2 separate regions of the Zea mays genome follow, and region 2 is linked to region 1. The links are chromatin contacts, called in public Hi-C maps. All regions are on one chromosome and are shown on one strand. The core of a region is the stretch at or near the end of the contact, and the rest is flanking DNA. Distances in the headings are between cores, read along the strand shown.

The links. A called contact is a pair of places that touch in the nucleus more often than the background predicts.
Region 2: a Hi-C map of ear shows a contact between it and region 1, with 2.8 times the contacts expected there. The contact joins the promoter of LOC100191614 here to the promoter of LOC100281546 in region 1. A contact is called at or near these places in 5 of 25 Hi-C or Micro-C datasets (bundle sheath, ear, endosperm and 2 more).

The regions. Positions count from the first base shown.
Region 1 is chr4:193,001,355-193,006,875 of Zm-B73-REFERENCE-NAM-5.0, reverse strand. LOC100281546 (AMP-binding protein) reads left to right here and starts at 3,097. Exons shown (of 23, transcript NM_001154465.3): 1 at 3,097-3,351; 2 at 4,377-4,437; 3 at 4,514-4,591. The coding sequence starts at 3,228.
Region 2 is chr4:193,273,961-193,279,481 of Zm-B73-REFERENCE-NAM-5.0, reverse strand. It overlaps LOC100191614 (pyruvate kinase), which reads left to right and starts at 3,317. Exons shown (of 16, transcript NM_001137043.1): 1 at 3,317-3,474; 2 at 3,631-3,727; 3 at 3,860-3,957; 4 at 4,063-4,218; 5 at 4,451-4,528; 6 at 4,627-4,758; 7 at 4,945-5,025; 8 at 5,224-5,295; 9 at 5,383-5,472. The coding sequence starts at 3,406.

The DNA.
Region 1 (5,521 bases), core at 1,848-4,347:
TGACCTTGCGAACTATTGGGCCCAAGGCCTTTCGCGAGGTCTTTTAGCCTTCCAGTGGACCCGGGGGATATCTATCCCCCACAGAGATCACCCTGGCGTGACAGGCGTTTAGTTACTTCCTTCCATTTTGCCCCTGGGCCACATGTCGGGACTCAACATCCTTGTACGCGCCCCCTTGAGCTATAAAAGGGAGGGCACGCAATGTTACAAGACATGTTCTCTCACACTCACTCAAGCTCACTTAGACTCCCAGACTCACAAGTTCATACAAGCTCTCAAGCTCAATACAACACACAGTGGAGTAGGGTATTACGCTTCGGCGGCCTGAACCACTCTAAATCCTTGTGTGTTCTTGTGTTCTTCCCGATTCCATCTAGCAGGCAAAACACTTAGGCCCCTCCTCATCTAAGGATTTAGGGCGGGTGCATTCCGCCACCCGGCCGGAGAATTTCCTCTCCGACAATAGTCATAAGACTTTGCTAGCATGATCCAGATCACTCTGTATGAAAAACACAATGTTTGCCAAGTGTTAATATAATCTAAGCGCTAGTCATTCATGCTAGGATCAATTAGAATAAACCAAAACTTCAAATACATGCACCCTGGGAGTAAATTACAACACCAAAAATATACCTAGGTCTCCCTGCAAGAAAATAAATGAACAGAAAAATGAATTAACACCTTTCAACAAATATCACTATCACTTACTAAAGCATAGCCAACAAATTTCAAGGAGATAATTTGATAGTAGCAACATTATGTGTAAGGCCTAAGTGAGCATCTATGCATACGATGCTAAGATGAGGTATAACTGTAAGTGCATAAAACATTATAGGATGGGTATGTTATAGACTATAGTCACTGGATAAAGGAAGGCATCAAAATTAAAAGGGCACTTAAGGACACCAGATTATGTGTGTCAAAAGTATCACAGTTCGAAGACTGCCTCAGTGCAGAAGAACTACAAGCACTGAGTAGAGTGGAGACAGGAGTACATGATTACCCTATCAATCATAGAATGATCGTATAGGATTAACCAAAAATAAAAACACGACCTGGAGGATCTAATTCACAACAATTCAACAGAATAACTAACAGACCAAATACACTCTCTAGCGTGACTGAATCTACACAAGAAACAAGGATTGGTTTTTTACTCTAATATTGTGAAAATAGATACACACACAATAGATAGGGGAATCTGTCCATTACCCTATCGTGGTCATCACAGTCCTGAGTCCTCGGGCGTACTTGATCTCCGAGTCGATGATGCCCAGTAGCTCGGCATCTGAGTTGGGTCTCATCTTAGGCACCAAGGAGTACGTCATCGTGCGGGGCTTTGGCAGGCCACGGCGACAGCGAGGAGCCGAAGCAGGACAATGTTGCGAGCGTGATGAAGTCGTGAAAGCGGTGGCACATGGAATGGCGGTGCTGGTCGAGGTCAACGCGGCAGACGCTGGTGACGAGGTAGGAGACGTAAGTGGTTGCGGATTCGGGGACGAGCGAGGTGGTGGCAGACTCAGCTTTAATCGCCGAATCAGAGACGGTGAGGAGGGCGTACTCGGAGGCCGCCACCGCGTGGATCTTGGCGACGTGGAGAGGACGAACGAGGTGGTGGCAGACTAAGCTTCAATCACCGGGTCGGAGACGGTGAGGAGGGCATACTCGGAGGCCGCCACCGCGCGGATCTCGGTGACACGGAGGAGGACGAGGAGACGGAGGACGGGGAAGAGAACGCCAGACACGATCGAGGGCGAGGAGATGGAGCACGGGGAGGAGACGGCGCGAGATTGGAGGGTGGAAGAGAGCGACGCGCAGACACGAGATTAGCGGGGATAGAGAGTAGAGCGGATGCAGACCTTCCAGTACGCCCTTCCATGAACGGTGCGGAGGCTGATGACTTTGGGCCGACGATGGTGCAGATGGGGAATGGAGGTGGCGTCGCGGACAATGAACGGAGGCGGCGACACGGAGGTAAGAAACCCTACCTGGCGTGAGAAACAGAGAATTGGAGGGGCGGGAGGGCGGAGGGAGATGGTAGGCACAGGGGATCTGTGCCGTCGAAGGAAGGAGCAAGCGGCTCCAGGAAGCGCGGAGGGAGGCGAGCGCGGATGGCGGCGGATGGAGCGCGGAGGGAGATGGCAGGCTCGGCGCGCGACGGCAGAACCGTAGAATTGTGGACGCCTACGATAGGCACATAGTTAGTAGTAGAGATTGAGCGGGGTCTGGACTCTCTCATCTCCCTCAGCCTTACGTTTACACAGGTCCGTCTCTAGTATAGCCGTGGGGCATTAATTAATTAAAAAATATACTGTTAGAAGACATCACATTGAGGCCTCCGTCCACACCCACCGATTATTATGTATTATAGACTATAGTAGAGCGTGTTTGGTTAGCCCGGTAGAACAATGTTTTGGATCGAGATCATCGTCAATTCTGCTCGTCTGATGGGTTGGCTACCGTCGCCAAACGGACCCAAACGTACGTAGAAGAAACTCCAATGTGGACATCTAGCAGCAGCAGGAGGCACGCAGAAACGATGATGATAGCGTAGCGACGTCGTTCACACCGCGGCGCGTTCCTACCACGTTGCGTTTCCACATGCAATGCAGGACGTGGTCACCGCGCGCCGTGTCGTTGCCGCTCAGTCTCTTCCCACACCGCCGGACGCTCTGCGGGGCCGCGCGTCCGCCCGTGCCGTGTCCTGCCATGCCATGCCGTGCCGTTCCGTGCCGCGTCGCGTAGCGTAGCGTCGCAGGACGAGACGAGAGACGCGCGCACGCAAGCAAGCAAACTGACGCTTGAGACAGCAATTTTTTGTTTATGTCGTTATTATTATATATTTGTAATTACTAGTATTATCCCTATAGACGGCGGGCGCCAAAAAGGCGTCGGGAGCGCCGATGCACACTTGATTCCATCTAGAAACCGTTTTTTTTTTTTGCCTACTATACTATACGGCTAGTAGTAGGCGCACGCAAGCGGCAAAGCGAGCGAGCACGAGGAGCCGTGTCCGTCTCCGTCCGTCCCCGACCGACGCGACGGCGACGCACCATATCGCTATCCCTACCCTCTCGGTTCCCACGCCAACAACGCATATCCGCCACCTCGGGGGGTCCCTCCCTCCTCGGCCTCGCGCGCGCCTTCCCACACATCCTCCTCCCCCCCACGCCACGAAACGCCAAAGGGAGGGAGCCCGAGCCTAGCAGGAGCAGCGCAAGGAAACAATGGCGCGGGAGGAGCAGGAGCAGTCCGCATTGGGCGCCGCCCACGTCCACCACCACCAGCCTCCGGCCGGCGGATGCGGCCTCTCCGCCAACCCCACCGCCGCCGCAGCCGAGTACGCCCACGGTACGTACGCCGCGCTCCCCCCCCCCCCCTTCCCTCCCTGTCACCTATCGCCCCTCCTCTCCAGTTCGGGATGCATGCGGCGCCGCGGGGTGGGATGTCAGGCTCGGAGGGAGCTACTCCGCCATATACTTATACTATTTACTATTTTACCATCGCTACAATACCCACCCGCCGCCGTCCTGTGTGGGACGACGAGACGAATTGAGCCGATCCGAAGCGCTCTAGAGCTAGTCGCAGGCAGCCGTGTCGGGGGCGCGCGTCGGCTGCCGGAGCCGCACACGGGGCGCCGCCACGTACCAGCAGCGGATCGATCGCTTGACCGCTCTACCTTTTTTTAACCGTATACTAGTATAAGACTGCGAACCGCCGCTTTTTTGCACTGAATCGGGGACTCCTCTTCAGATGGCAATGGACTGGGGTGTCTCATCCCTTTTTTGACTTTTCTCCCTATATATCGAAATATCTAATGCTATGGGTAGGCCGGCAGCCCCCACAGTTTTGATGCAGGAAACGGTGGTGCGAGTGAAAAAAAGAAGAAGAGGTGCTGCTCTTTCAGTTTGGATTTTGGAATTCGCTTCTGCTGTGCCTGTGTCGGCTGATTACGGTGCACCCACTTTGTTTAGTGATGGAGACTAGAGAGGACGCTGGTTGTTTCATGCAAACGAGATCCTCTTGCCGTTGCGATGCACATGTATCAACAGTATGACATGCTGCTATAAAGTATAAACAATGGAAAGCATAGAGAAACTGTATCCCTATATTAATCGATGCAGTGGGCAGGCTTACGTTCGAATCTGTACACTGTTTTTTTTTTACAATTAATGTGGACATCAATGGTTTGCTGCTATCTGTTGCTTACCTGCCCATCGCCCAATACCCATCGGCCCCATTTATATCATTCCCAGTTTCAACTGTTCATGTTTCAGTGAGCGACCATTTCTCAGAGGCAACATGCATATTTTCCATCTGTATCCAAACCTAAGATTTCATTAGCACTTGACTTTTCATGTCTTTTTATTCAACAGAACAGGGCTACAGTGTCGTTCTGCCTGAGAAGCTGCACACTGGAAAGTGGAATGTGTACAGGTAGGTTACTTACACGTTAAGCTGCATTTTGCTTCTTGTGGTGGCCCATATAAACTAACCACTTCCTGTCTTGCAGATCTGCACATTCTCCTCTAAGATTAATAAATAAATTCCCTGATAACCCGGAGATTGGAACGCTGCATGATAATTTTGTGTAAGAGTTCTCAACATCTCTCATGTGACTTCAAATCCTTTACTAGTTGAACTCCAATGCCTTACAGTGGAATAAACAAATCATGGTGCTATTTGAGTAATCACTAATCATCATAGAAACTAATTTATCTTCCGAATAACCTCTGACATTGGAAAGTTGCTAGTAGAGCTGGGAGTCTTAGGGTCTGTTTGGTTGGGCTGTGGCTGTGAAAAAAGTTGCTGTGGACTGTGAGCTGTGGAAAAAGCTGCTGTAGGCTGTAAGCTGTTAAAAAGCTAAAAATCGTTTGGTGGAAACCACTAAAAGTCGTTAAAAATTCTTCGATATATGTTTTCATAGTTCCATCTGAAAAGCCACTAAAAGCAGGTCCTGGGGTGCTTTCAAATTTGCACTACGAGAAAGTCGGCTTTTAGAAAAAGCTGCTTCCTGGATCCAGCCCTTTGGTTGGCTTTTGGCTTTTAGGGGGCAAAAGCCAAAGCCAAAAGTCAAACCAAACACACCCTTAGAGTTTGTTACCCTGACACAAATTGCTATGGCAACCAAAAATCAGCATGTGGATTGGTGTGGGCAATGTTACCTTGACACATGTCTTAATTGTTCAGACACACTACACCTGTGTTGGATTTCTGATACATATGAAATTACAAGTGGTATTTGGCATGTCCCTGAAAAATCAGATACTCGCGCAGTTGCGCTTGAGCCGGACAATGACACCCTCACCAGTGTCTGTGTAGCACTGGGTGTGTGTTGCAGACCACACATGAAGAGTTGCACCCACACTAATTGTCCAATTCACATTCTATTTTTTTGTTTCTCCTGCATTTTTGGTTCAGGATCAAAATTTTCATGGACATAGTCACATAGATGATTGTTTAGACATATTTTGTTGAAATTTATCATGCCTTTTTGTATTCACATTTGTACAATGGGAGC
Region 2 (5,521 bases), core at 2,068-4,567, 270 kb before region 1:
GTCAAACCACTCCTCCGAGGCCTCGGGGGCTACACCCGGAGGGTGCGCTCGCGCGCACCCACCGGAACAAACTATAACCGAGAAAGGTTGGTCCCCTTGCAAAAAAGTGCAACAAAGCCTCCAAGCGAGTACCAACACTCCCTTTGAGGCTTGGGGGCTACTGTCGGGTACCATAATTAGGGGTACCCCAACACTCCTAAACTCGGCTGGTAATCACCATCAGCACAAACTGCAGAGACTGATGGGCGTAATTCAGGTTAAGGCTTCGTCTACTCAAGGGACGCAATCTCGCCTCGCCCGAGCCCGGCCTCGGGCGAGAACAGTATTCCCAGGCGAATTCACGCCTCGCCCGAGGGCCTCCTCAGCAACGGGCGCACCCTCGAATCGCCCGAAGCCCAGCTCGGACAGGCTTCATTGTGAAGCAACCTTGGCCAAATCACCTCACCAACCGACCGTATCGCAGGCGCATTCAATGCAAGGATCGCCTGACACCTTATCCTGACACGCGTGCCTCAGTCGGTAAGGTCGAAGTGACCGCAGTCACTTCGCCCTCCCACTGACTGATCTGACAGGAAAACAGCGCCACTCGCCCCTCTCTGACCGCTGTGCCACCCGCCAGGGTGAGGCTGACAGCAGCTGAGTCCAGCCTTAGGCGCCACAGGAAGCTCCGCCTCACCCGACCTTGGGCCTCGGCCTCAGGAGAAGTCTCCGCCTCGCCCGACCCCAGGTCTCGGCCCCCGCCTCGGCCTCGGAAGGTGGACTCCGCCTCGCCCGACCCCGGGGCTCGGCCTCGACCTCGACCTTGGAAGGTGGTCTCCGCCTTGCCCGACCCCAGGGCCCGGCCTCAATCTTGACCTCGGGCGGAATCGCGTCCTCGCCCGACCCCGGCCTCGGCCTCAGGAGGAGTCTCCGCCTCGCCCGACCTTGGGCTCGGACCGACCACGCCGCAGGGGGTACATCATTACCCTACCCCTAGCTAGCTCAGGCTACGGGGGAACAAGACCGACGTCCCATCTAGGCTCGCCCCGGTAACAAGTAATGATGGCTCCCCGCGTGCGTCCATGACGACGGTGGCTCTCAGCCCCTTGCGGAAGCAAGGAGACGTCAGCAAGGTCCCGACAGCCCCGACAGCTGTGCTTCTATAGGGCTCAAACGCTCCTCCGACGGCCACGACATCGCGTACACAGGACTCTAGCACCTCTCCGACAGCCACGTTGGCATGTACATAGGGCTCTGTAGGGGTGGGCAATCGGTTTTTTCGGTATATTCGGTTCGGTTTTTCGGGTGTTAGAAAACTTCGGTTTTGAGAAACAGAGAACCGATTGGTGTTTAGCCAAACAAAAAACCGACGTCTTCGGTTTTCGGTGTTCCGGTTCGGTGTTCGGTTTATACTGAAATTCACCAAACTTCAGTGCACCAATGTCCTAGCATCCTAAATTCCCACCAGCGCTATGCTTGGCTGCTCACCACCGTGGCCCATGCGTGCTGTCCACTAACTTGACGTGCGTGGGAAGGTTGATGGGCCAAGTTGGGCCATGGGCTGATTCATCAAATAATTTCAAATTGGAGCAAAACAACCAGCCAACCGCACAATCGCAGTAGTCCTTCGGTTGTTCGGGTGTTCGGTTCTTGCAAGCTGGAAACCGACACTGCCACTGAAAACCGATCTGCACACAAACAATAACCGACACCGAACCGATCAACCGAAAAAACCGAAATTTCGGTTCGGTTCGGCTCGGTTCGGTTCGGTGTTCGGTTTACGGTTTAAAAGTGCCCAGCCCTAGGGCTCTGGATCCTCTCTGCCGGACACGTTAGCATATTTCTACACCCCCATTGTACACCTGGACCCTCTCCTTGTATCTATAAAAGGAAGGGCCAGGGCCCTCATACAGGAGGGTGGTCGCGCGAGACTCCCTCTCTCCCTCGCGAACGCTTGTAACCCCTACTGCAAGCGCACCCACTCTGGCGCACGATAACACGAGCCGAGGTTTTTCCCCCCTTCGTGTCCCGTCTCGCGCCAATCCATCTGGGCTGGGGCACGCAGCGACAATTTTACTCGTCGGTCCAGGGACCCCCGGGGTCGAAACGCTGACAGTAGTATTTTCCTTTTTTTCCTTTCTATGTTATTTCCAATTTCTAAATTGCATATTAGGTTAAATCTCAACCTCATCATCAATATATTATTATTGTTGTTGTTATTGTTGTTGTTGAATGCACAAACAAATAAACTTCAACATGATGCATGGATTATTTATGTTTTATTAGAGAATTGTTCACTTTTTTCATGTGTTCTAATGAGTAGAGCAATACATATAAGAAGATTAACTCTTTTCTTATTATTCACCAGTTGGGTGTTACAGATCCGGAGGAGGACGAGCCGATACACGGAGACGGGAGTGGACGATACAAGGTAAGACGGGGGTGCTATATCCGCAGTGGGCGAAGCGACGGCTCAATCCGGAGGAAGCGAGGCGAGACTGGGGTGCTACAACGGGGTGGGTGAAGCGTGAAGGCGACTATTGGATCCAAGGAGAACGAGACGAGACAGGGAGCGGACGAGACGAGGCGAGAGTTTCACGAGACGGGGATTGTGTGCCCGGCTTTCGAACGTGTGTTTTTCCTGTCCGTGGAAACCGTTCAAAACCGAGGATACGCTTCCCTTTCAATGGACTTCCAAACGCTGATGCAGCCACATGAGTTTGTGTTACACGTGGCATGGATGAGCTGGGTTTTGGGTTTTGGCTAGTAAAGGTTCATCCGCCTTTATTTCTCGTCTCTCTTGGTACTTACAACGCCAAAAAAGAGAACGGGGAGCAGTTTTTTTATCTTTCTCACATTTTTATTGTTGATATAAATGCTCTAAATGGACGATCTAGGACGATGTTGTTAGCCAATAAAAGTACATAAACATGTTTTGGAACCCGGAGATGAACAAGCGACTTGTATCATTCATGGGCAGGACGTGTGACGTGTCCTGTCTCAAGCATCCCGTCCCATCCGGGACACCGGCTCAGTTCCAGACTTCCAGTCCCCCGGCTGCTTTGCGGTCCCGCAGCTAGTTGGGCTCTGGGCCTGGGCCTAGATCGGACCCAGCAACATGTGGCCGGAGGCAGCAGAAAACCGGCGGCGGCCGCCGTTCCCGGGACCCATCGGCGTCGGCGTGTCTCCATTTCCCGCAGCAGGGCCCATTGGAAGTTTGGAATTGGAAACCCAAAAAGCATAGGCGGGGGGTGGCAGGGGAAGCACGGAGCAAGAGATTCGTTTGCTGCCATTATTAACCGAGCCGAGCCGAGAGAGGTCAAGCAACGGACCCCCATTCGCATCTGCCTCCTTTTCCTTGGAGCCGAAGAAGAGGGAAAGGAAGGGAGGACAGCCGCCGCCGCCGCCGCCGCCGCCACCGTCAGGATGCATTCCACGAACCTCCTGCTCGAGGAGCCCATCCGGATGGCCTCCATCCTCGAGCCCTCCAAGCCCGTAAGCCTTCCGCCGTGCCGCCCGCCCGTCGTCATGTTCAGATTCGTTTCGTCGCTGATTCGTGCGGGATCGGTCGCGGAACCCCTACCTCGACTGAGACCTGACTAACTTTTGCTTTTTTCGGTTCGGTGCCGGGCGGATCCCTGCCTGGATCAGAGCTACTTCCCGGCGATGACCAAGATCGTCGGCACTCTCGGCCCCAAGTCGCGCTCCGTCGACACGATCTCCGCCTGCCTCAAGGCCGGCATGTCCGGTAACTGTTCACTCTCCGTCTCTCTCTCTCTCTCTCTCTCTCTCTCTCTCTCAATGCCGTCTGGAGCTTGCAGTCTGGCACTGGAACTGATTTGTTGGCTGGTTGGTTTGGTTTTTCCTCCTCCGACTGCAGTCGCCCGGTTCGATTTCTCGTGGGGGGACGCCGCGTACCACCAGGAGACGCTGGAGAACCTCAAGCTCTCCATCAAGTCCACCAAGAAGCTCTGCGCTGTAAGTTCACCTTGCTCTCGCCTTGTCTGGCGCCTCGGCTCTGAACGAACGAACGAATGTGCGCCACGGAGCTGACAATTGCAAGCATCCCACTCTGCGTACCAGGTCATGCTCGACACCGTGGGCCCGGAGCTGCAGGTGGTGAACAAGAGCGAGACCCCGATCTCCCTCGAGGAGAATGGCACGGTCGTTCTCACCCCTCACCGGGGCCAAGACGCCTCCTCCAGCTTGCTGCCCATCAACTTCTCTGGACTCGCCAAGGTTAGCACGTGCCCATGCCGTTCTACTAAGATCTAATATCCGATGCTGTATTTACTTCTACCGAGTACGAGATCAGCGGCAACTGCTAGTTGATCATGCCCTGACTACCAAGTTTAGATTTTTTTTGGGTTAGTTTTATGCACTATGCCGCTGCGATGCCATTCTATTAGTCTAGTCTTGTTTCCACATCACATAGTGGACAAACTTTTTAAAAAAGAATTGTTCCTTGCAGGCGGTGACACCAGGGGCAACAATATTCGTGGGACAATACTTGTTCACTGGCAGTGAGACCACCTCAGTTTGGTTGGAGGTAAAAGGCCTTCTAGCATGCTGTACCTTTAGAAAGTAGGTTTTCGTTTGTTCTCAGCATTTGCTTAAAAAAGGAACTCTCCTATCGTACTGATGTAGGTTTCTGAAGTGAAAGGAGATGATGTGGTGTGTATAATCAAGAACACAGCCACCTTGGCTGGGTCACTGTTCACGCTGCATTGCTCCCAGATTCACATTGACTTGCCCACCCTGTCTGATGAGGATAAGGATGTAAGGAACTACTCTCGAAATTGTGATTTATATATCCTTGTGTAATTGTTGCTTTGAAATCGTCTCCTTCCTATCAGAATTTCACCTTTGGTAACCTGAAAATTTGGTGGCGGAACTAGATTTGTTGTAAAGCTGCAGCCTTGTCCTTTAGCCACCCTAAGACTTACATGCATGAGTTGCTTTCAGGTCATTAGAAAATGGGGTACTCCCAATAAGATTGACTTCCTTTCTCTGTCCTACACAAGACATGCAGAGGATGTGCGCCAGGTAAACAACTTGCATTGTGGATGTATTTTGAGTTATTCTGTTTGTCCTCTCTGATTGCTGTGCTTCTAAGCAGTACCTCTATCACTACAACGAAAATGCGTCATTGCTATATTTGATACACTATCTACTGTTTGTTTGGGGTACAACACTTACGAAGAATGTTGTCAACAGTGCTAATATTTGCTTCTTGCGACACAGGCACGGGAATTCCTGTCAAAATTGGGCGATCTAAGCCAGACTCTGATTTTTGCCAAAATTGAGAATGTCGAGGTATTTTCATGTAAATCCTCTTACATCATTAGCCAGCTATCATTTGTTTGCCCTTCAAATATACATACACTCCTTATTTCTTTGCAGGGCTTGAACCAATTTGATGAAATACTGGCTGAGGCAGATGGTATCATTTTATCAAGAGGGAACCTGGGAATTGATCTTCCACCTGAGAAGGTTGGTTGTTACATATACTAATAATTTAGCAGTGGACTAGTTGAGAATA